2 separate regions of the Ovis aries genome follow, and region 2 is linked to region 1. The links are chromatin contacts, called in public Hi-C maps. All regions are on one chromosome and are shown on one strand. Each heading gives the region's core, a stretch centred on a gene start, on an enhancer-like site or on the middle of the called end of the contact. The rest is flanking DNA. Distances are from core to core; before and after follow the strand shown. Region 1 has its middle 7.9 kb from the start of TRAF1. Region 2 has its middle 32 kb from the start of TRNAE-UUC.

What was found. A called contact is a pair of places that touch in the nucleus more often than the background predicts.
Region 2: a Hi-C map of liver shows a contact between it and region 1, with 4 times the contacts expected there. The contact joins two enhancer-like sites. A contact is called at or near these places in 4 of 16 Hi-C or Micro-C datasets (blood, liver, muscle and 1 more).

The regions. Positions count from the first base shown.
Region 1 is chr2:2,616,944-2,621,438 of ARS-UI_Ramb_v3.0, forward strand. No RefSeq gene overlaps it. Among named protein-coding and RNA genes, the nearest start is that of TRAF1, 7.9 kb to the right of the region's middle. Within about 2 kb of position 1,863, at least 10 of the 54 cell types and tissues checked have an H3K27ac peak or open chromatin away from gene starts, as enhancers often do. A contact at or near this core is called in liver, where this site is marked.
Region 2 is chr2:2,795,362-2,799,269 of ARS-UI_Ramb_v3.0, forward strand. No RefSeq gene overlaps it. Among named protein-coding and RNA genes, the nearest start is that of TRNAE-UUC, 32 kb to the right of the region's middle. Within about 2 kb of position 1,825, at least 12 of the 54 cell types and tissues checked have an H3K27ac peak or open chromatin away from gene starts, as enhancers often do. A contact at or near this core is called in liver, where this site is marked.

The DNA of each region.
Region 1 (4,495 bases), core at 613-3,112:
TCTGATCATCTGCTCATTCTCAGGACATAAGAAACTCCTGTGGTCCCTTCAGTCACTCAACAAACTCTGTTTATAAATCAGTCCCATACAAAAGCAAAATCCAAACTTGATTTAAAGTCCTGTCTTTTCTCCCAGTGAGGGCTTGCTGCAGCTGGGACCACTATAGCTGGGAAAGAGGGCATGGACCACTGCTTCCCTTTCTCCAGACTGCCCTCCCCACTTTGCGAGCTGACCTCTGACCTCTCCAGGGCTAAGGTCGGCAGCGAGAGGAGGAGAGTGAGGGAGCAGGAGGAGCGTCCTGGACAGTCCTGTGGGGAGGCGGCTCTCTCTGGCTGCGTGGCAGCGAGCCAGTGCCTGTCACCGGGGCCCACGGTGTCACCCGTGGCTCAGTAGTTGCAGCGCACGGGTTTAGCTGACCTGCAACATGAGGGATCTTAGTTCCCTGACCAGGGACAGAACCCGGGTTCTTAACCCCCGGACCACCAGGGAAGGCCCTGTCTTAAGCTGGCATTAAAGCTGACTTTCATGTGGGCACATCCAAGCTCTGAGGACCTCTCACCCTTACATGAGTACCGCACGATCCTCTATCCCACGGGTCAGCCCCTCTGAAGCCCTAAGAATCAATGGTGCCTGTCCCCCGCTGGACAGACCGGAGAGGCCTTCGCGTCAGTCCTTCGGTGCCTGCCCCTTGCCTAGTGGGTGGGAGTGGCACCCTGTGCATAAACCAGCTTCGGGAGTTCAGGCTGACCTTGTCTTGCTGGTCTGAGATGACACCCATCTCTCATCTCCTCAGTGTCTCTGGCGGCTGTCAGGTGAGTCCATGTGCCCCCCCATCTCAAACCGCTGCAGACACGTCTTACACTCTACAAGTAGGCTGCATAAAGTTCTCTTCTCTCGACTTGAGAAGCAACTCTCTCCAGCACATTCAGTCTTCATCCAACCCTAATCTGCTAATGAAAGGACAGGAGGTCTCAGGGGTCTTTCTATGGGCCTCCCAGATGGCGCTAGTGGTAAAGAACCCACCTGCCAACGCATGAGACGATCGCTGGGTTGGGAAGGTCCTCTGGAGAAAGGCATGGCAACTGACTCCAGGATTCATACCTGAAGAATCCCACGGACAGAGGAGCCTGGCGGACTGCAGTCCATGGGGTTGCAGAGTCAGAAGTGATGAGAGAATAAAGAATCTCAGGGCTGTTTCTACAGCACCCGGCCTCCAGGCGGGGTGCCCCACAGCACACATGCCCGTGTGCCCAAACAGGGGGTCAAAGGTGAGTCCAACACTTTCCCACGGTCTCAGATGGTCAGGAGGGCTACTGCAGGCATCCGTTAGCACAAGGCAAGATGGTTCCCACTGGGCACAGTGGAGAAGGCTCCATAAAGAAGGCAGCTTCTTAGCTGGCTCTTAAAGAATGGCTGAAATCGGGACAGGCCAAAATGCAGTCTTAGTAACGAGAGCAAATGCCGAGCAGGGAAACGCAAGGGAGAGTGCACAGAGACCCCTGGGCGGCTTCCTTCAGTGCAACACACAGAGGATAAGGCCCAACCGGACCAAAGACGAACAAAACCAGGGGGCTGGATTTTTTCCTGCCGGAAGTGAGGAGTTTTGGAAGATTTGGAAAGGGCAGCAGGATGGAGGGTTGGGAAGGGCAGTGACTAATTCTTGGTAAAATGTGTTCTTCATTTCCTTGAGTCATTAACTAGGGCCCCATTAAGAAGAAAAACAAAACAAAAACCTTCCAGGACCTGCTTTCTTTTCCAGGAAAACCCTTACCCTTTGGAACCTCTCACAAGTTTAGTTTATAAAGACATCCAATCCTGTTTTCCCTGTTAGCTAAGAGGCCTTGGCCCAGCTGCCAGGACCCTCCTCCAAGCCCTGGAATTCTCAGCCTGAAGCCTGATGAGGCTGGTCAACCCATCTCCCTAGGGTGCCCAACAGTGCCCTCTGGAAGGGGCTGAGGAGAAGGGCCACGGAAACCTTGCCTTGATGAGCCCAGCCACAAAGGCCCCGCCTTGGGCCCTTGGGAGCCAAATGGGAAAAATCCAGAAGGCTGCACAGCCAAAAAAAACAGCGGGTTTGGATGCAATCCCAGCTCTCCCCTTCGTTTCTGATCTTGAGACCTCACTCAGCTCTATGTCTTCATCTGTAAAATGGAAACAACACCACCTACCTCACAAGGTTGCTGGGAAGATTAAACGAGAGGTTGTTAGCACAGCTAGGCACAGCAGATTCTCAACAAGTCTGCCCCCTCCTCCTTCCCCCAGCGTCTCTCTGTGGCTCGGTTTCCTCTCCTACCAAACATGGTGGGGATTCAAGGAGGAAGCTGGATCTGAACAGGTTCCCAACCTCTGCCATCTGCTCCACATACAGGCCCCGGGGAGAGCGGAGGGCCTTTCTCTGCCGTGTCTGAGCTCTGGGAGCTCTTTCTTGTATTATTTTCCAAAAAAGAAAAAAGAAAAGATCACAAACCACTTAGTAGTAGCACACCCTGGCACGTGCTTGGAATGAGTCCACAGCCCCCCCCCCAGCACCTCTCCCCAAGACTACCACCTGACTCAGTGTCCCCATCTGGACAGCAGTTGTGACTGGACAGGTACCCACTCTGGAACTGCCCACTAGGTTGGGAAGACGGTTTCCAGCAGAGGGCGCTCTCAGTGTGACCTCCTGGCCGGGGCCCTGGGGAGAGGCACCCAGCCAAGGAAAATTCTAGTGGAAAAATCGAAGAAAGGATTCCAGGTTTATGAGTCCCAGACTTTGAAAAACAGAACTGCTGAGTTGTCTCCTGAGTTAGGGGAAAAGAACACCACAGTCGCCTCAAGATGTCCAGGAAACAATTTGTGAAGGCTTTGGGCAAAGCTGGGGGACTGGGGAGGCCTGGTTTGGGAGGTGGGAGACGTGGGGTGGGCATGTGCCTCTGGGAGCACGCCGAGAGTGGTGAGGTCTTCCTGGGCAGTTCTGCGGCTGGGTCCCCTGTGCTTCCATCCATGTGCACTTGCATGCCTGTAGGCAATCCCACAGGTATTTGCTGAGCACCTTGTATAGTCTGTTGGGTGATGAGGGTGCAACAGCGAATAGAACACAGCCCCTGAACTCAGAGCTGAGTTGACGGGGAGGTGCGGAGCAGCCGGCTTTCCAGTTCAGTCGCAGGCTTCCCTGATGGCTCGGCAGGTAAAGAACCCACCTGCAGTGCAGGAGACCCAGAAGACGTGGGCTTCAGTCCCTGGGTCAGAAGATCCCCTGGAGAAGGAAGTGGCGGCCCACTCCGGCGTTCTTGCTGGAGAGTCCCATGGCGGAGAGTTGCACGCCGCTGAGCGTGCAGACGCCCCGGAGGTGAGTGGGCAGCCAACACCAGCTCTGTGGCCGGGCAGCCCCCAGCGACGTGGCCCTGGAGACCGCTGACGCTCAGTCTCCTTAGCTGGAAAGTGGACGTCCTAGGAGGCAGCAAGCATGTGCAAACGTTGGGTGACTCCTGTCGGTCGTGCCCAAGGTCTGCACCTGGATAAGCACCCACGGTGTGTGCAGCCCAGTGAGCTTTGTGCAGGGCGTTCGCTCCCCTGCTTAGGCCGTGTGTGTGATGTGCCAGGCTCTACCAGAGGTTGCATATCGTGGCCCTCAGATACAGTTTGTGAGGATGCTCATTTGGTTAGGGTTTGGCTTTTGGGAGCGTTCTAAATTTAAGCTATTACACGTAAAAATCCAGATTTACAATTTCTCTAGAAACCTTGGAAGACCTGGCCATCCTGCAAGCATCTGCGTGTGTGTGCCTGTACGCCACGGTTCTGCTTCAGAGATGTGTCCTTTCCAGGAGCACCCTCCCCCTGGCCAACCTCCAGGCCTGTCCTTGGAGGGACTCCAGGGTGGCTTGGGAGCGCTCGTGTGCAGACACGTTCTCTGTGAACAGAGAGGCAGGACCCTGTGAGAGTTGGTGCCAGGCCCTGGCCTCCCCAGGCAGCTCCAGTTTCAGTAATCAGAGGGGCTAGAGAGGCCTTGGGGCACCCCCCTACACACACAGCCCTCTGTCTGTATAGCTGGATGCTGGTTACAGAAGAGAGCAACCAAGGATGGGAGCCAGACAGACTAGCTTTTCTTGTGTATTATTTGATTTTGCATTTTAAAAATTCCTGCATTCTAGCTCCAAAACGCTTGAGGCAATGATCTCCGCAGAAAATGTGGCTAAATGTCTATACTATGGTTCTTCTAAAGAGGAGCAAATAGATTTGTGGTAGAAGTGAAAACTGTTAATTACTTTTGCGGAGCCCACAGATGTGAAAGACAGGATGGATATTTTCCTAACATTCCTGGATCCTCTTAAGATGGCTAAGCAGTCTCTCTAAATAGATATTTACTAGGGTGTGAGACAGGCTGAACACGAGGGGCCGACAAAGATGGATACATCCTGCTCTCTGGCCCTCGGGAAACTCAGTTTTGTGGAGACAGCCAAGGAGAAACGAATGCAGAAACAAGAAAGGACAGGGATATAATGAGACAAAATATATA
Region 2 (3,908 bases), core at 575-3,074, 180 kb after region 1:
TGGGTAGTTCCGTCCAACAGCCTTAGTGACTCCCTGTTATCAACCAGAGGTGTCTAGGTGCATCAGTGTAGTCTGAGTCCCAGCTTACCTCTTCAAACGGTCCTTGCTGGCTCTTCTTCTGTCTTTGCACCTTGGATCTCCCACGTCCTCATGGGGAAGCCCTCTGTGCGGCTTCCGCCTGTCCTCGGGCCAGCCTGGAGGGTCCCATTTGCCATCTCCGCCTGTCCTCGGGCCAGCCTGGAGGGCCCCGTTGGCCTCCCACTGTGGTTAGTCTGCTGGCCACCATCTGCCCACTGGGCCTGACTCGGTGTTTTGTCCCCGAGTCCTCAGCTGTGCAGCTCGTTTGGTGACTCATCGCGCAGAACCTTTTGCAGTTGGCAAGCCATTCGCTTTTACCCGTGATCTGTGCACTCAAGAATTTAGGCGACTGCTTTGGCTCTCCAGCAGCAGTTTAAGATTGAGTTCTTACGTGATGCTCAGTAACTTCATGCATCACCTTAGGGGCTGTGTGTTATGGAGGAAAGAGAGCTGGAAGATGTAGGAGCGCTGGAGCAAAGGGAACGAGCAGCTACACACGGCCCTCCCCTTTCAGGCTTCCCTCTTCTGCCGTGTTCTTTTCCGTTTATTACTAACGTGCAGTTGGTTTACAGTGTTGATTCCTGCCGTGCAGGAAGGTGATGCAGTTACGCATTTCTCCATATTCACTTCCATTACAGTTTATCCCAGGATGTTGACTATAGTTTCCTGTGCTCTCAATAAGACCTTGTTGCGTGTCTCCTCTATATATAATGCTTGGCATCTACTCACCCCAAACCCCCGATTCATCCTTCTCCCGCCCCCTCCCCCTGGCAGCCGTCAGTCTGTTCTCTTTACGAGTCTCTTTCTGTCTCGTACATAAGTTCGTTTGCATCGTATCTTAGGTTTGCCGTTTAAGTGATATCAGAGCTGCTTGTCTTTCCCTCTGACTTCACTCTAGCCCACTCACGCTGCTGCAGATGCTAACATTCTGGCTGCGCTCTTGTGTATGGCTCTGCAGCCGTCCTCCGCAGCCTCATCCTTCCTCCATCAGTGGACAGTGGGCTATTGTCAGTAGTGCTGCTGTGAACGTAGGCTGCGTGGTTCTGCCATATTCTGTAACATCTAAAGTACTCTGAGTACAGCCGAGCAGGACGTTTGATGATCACTCTGGTGAGACGTGGGGAGTCCTTGCCAGTGATGCTCCTCTCCTTTGCCTTTTAACCACGCGTTCTTTTCTCTGTGGCAAAGCTCATCCAACAACAGAAACTTTTCGAGAAAATTACTCAGACTCCTTTATCATAATGACCTTTATTCTTCTAGTCCTTACGCATATGTGTGTAGATTTATGTAATTACAAGTCCTCCTTTCGTATTGTACTGTCAGAATTGTGCTCTAAGTCTTTGCAGTTACCGTAATACTTTGTAATATTCCTTTATTACATACAATTTGCTAAACCATTCCTGTTTGGGTGGATAATTAGGTGGTTTCCAGTTTTGCTTTTTAGACAGTTCTACAGAGAATTTCTTTGTGCATGATTTCCTTAGAACAGGTTCCTAATAGATGACTTATTGGTAAAAGCAAAGGAAACTTTTTTTTTTTATTGTTGTTGTTATAGACATGGAAGAGAGCATAAAACACACCATTTATTGAGTCATTATAGAGGGAACAGCTGTATAACCACTCTCCAAGCAAGAAAGAGCATTTCTGGTTCCCCAGAAACCTCTTCTGTTTCCAGGAAGTAACACTGCCATGGCTTTGGCTTCACGCCTGTCGTACGCTTTCCACATGGGTTAGCGGTGTTGCCAGCTCGCCGGGTTCAGTATACATGTTTCAACACAGCGTCGTCAGTGCTGAGTAGTTACTTTAAACTTTGGCCAATTCAGTAGGTATAGAGAAGGTATCTCAAGGTGGCGTTAGTTTTGTCGTTTCTTTAACGTGGAGATAAGTCTTCATTGAATTTTGTACAATACTGCTTCTGTTGTTTATGTTCTGCTGTTTTGACCATGAGGCATGTGGGGTCTTAGCTCATCGACCAGGGCCCAAACCCACACCTGCTGCATTGAGAGGCAGAGTCTTAGCCGCTGGACCCCCAGGAAAGCCCCCAGATATTTTTATGTGTGCTTATTTGTATTTCTTCTGAATTCTGTTTTTCTCTTTTACCCATCTTTTTTTTTTTTTTTACATTTTCAAAAACTTGGGAAACATTGAGATGAGTGATAGTCACAGAAAAAATTTCACTGATCTAGGCATCACTAATTTAGAAGTATGAATTCAACCCAAGACATGCATTGAAATTTTCTGTCCATAAAAAGGATTGATGTCGAGTGAACCTTTCAACAATCACTGTTTATATCCCAGTCATTAACATCCAGTGAACCAGTGAAGTTGCTCAGTCGTGTCCGACTCTCTGCGATCCCTTGGACGGTAGCCTACCAGGCTCCTCCATCCATGGGATTTTCCAGGCAAGAGCGCTGGAGTGGGTTTTTTTTTAACACGCTCTGTCACAAACTGCACAGCCTGTCAAAGCAGGAGTCCCAGTACTTCAGAAGAGGGCCGGCCATCAACCTGTCATCAGTACAGGACACATAGAAATGTCTTTTTTTGAACACGCCGTATGGCTCGTGGGAACTCAGCTCCCCGACTAGGGGTTGAACCTGGGCCCTCGGCATTGTGAGTGTGCTCTTACCCACTGGGCCAGCAGGGGAGGCCTAGCACTGACTTTTTAATTTAAACTTTTCCTATTGAAGATGTGTAACAGGTGGTTAATAGTATTTATAGGACAGTGTGGGCAATCATGAATCAAAAAAATGTCTCCCCAAATTAATGTGTTGAAATTTACAACAAGGAGCTAATGCAGAAGGCAACCAAGTGCAGACTCTAAGGACATAGTTGGCCTCGAGTTTCACTCGGTAGTGCAGAGCCAGGGAGCGGTTGTCAGGCACGCTGTTTCATTTCAGGCCTCTGTGAGTTCAGAGAGGAAAATTTCCATCTGCGAGGTTTTGCAGGAGAGCAAACAGTCCTGAGTTTTGCTAGTTCAGCAGATTTAGCCATGTGAGGTGACGAGCTGGTTGATCATTCAAGCTTTAAGGGCACAAAGCTTGAACTCTGTCTCTCTCTTTTTTTCTGGCTGTGCTGCTCGGCTTGTGGGATCTTAGTTCCCCAACCAGGGATTGAACATGGGCCACTGCAGTGAAAGCTCCAAGTCCTAACCACTGGACTGCCAGGGAATTCCTGCTTGAACTCTGAGAGGAAACTAGAAAAATAAAGAACACTTAGAAGAATATTGTGCCAACCTCAGCTGAAAAGACAAGGCGTTGTCTTCTCAGTTTCTCTTTTTCTCCACCATAAGACTATGTCTTGCCAAGAGGAGCAGTGTCTCACTCTTCTCTGCGCCCATATGGCCTAGAACTGGCATAAACTCAGGAGGGGCTGGATGGACGCATGGGTGAATGGGCCCGGGATTGGTCTACATTGATTCCGTGTTCCCGACATGTGTGATATCCTTCCAGCACATTCGTATTACCTGGGAACTTGGTAGAAATGCAGATTTGGGGGCCGCACTGCAGACTAATGAATCAGAAACTCTGAGGCTGGAGTTGGGCAGGTGGTTCCCAGGCCTGCAAAGGTTGAGTACCATGGCTGTTCTCTCTCATCTGGCCCCGTCCTGCCACCTAGTGGAATTCTTGAGAATAGCATCTGGTGATGAGTAGGACAGAATTCTGTTGCTGTTGAATAAAATTGAATTAGACTTCCTGGTGGCTCAGACGGTGAAGAATCTGCCTGCAATGCAGGAGACCTGGGTTCAATCCCTGGGCTGGGAAGATCCCCTGCAGAAGGGAATGGCTACCCACTCCAGTATTCTTGCCTGGAGAATTCCGAGGATAGAGGGG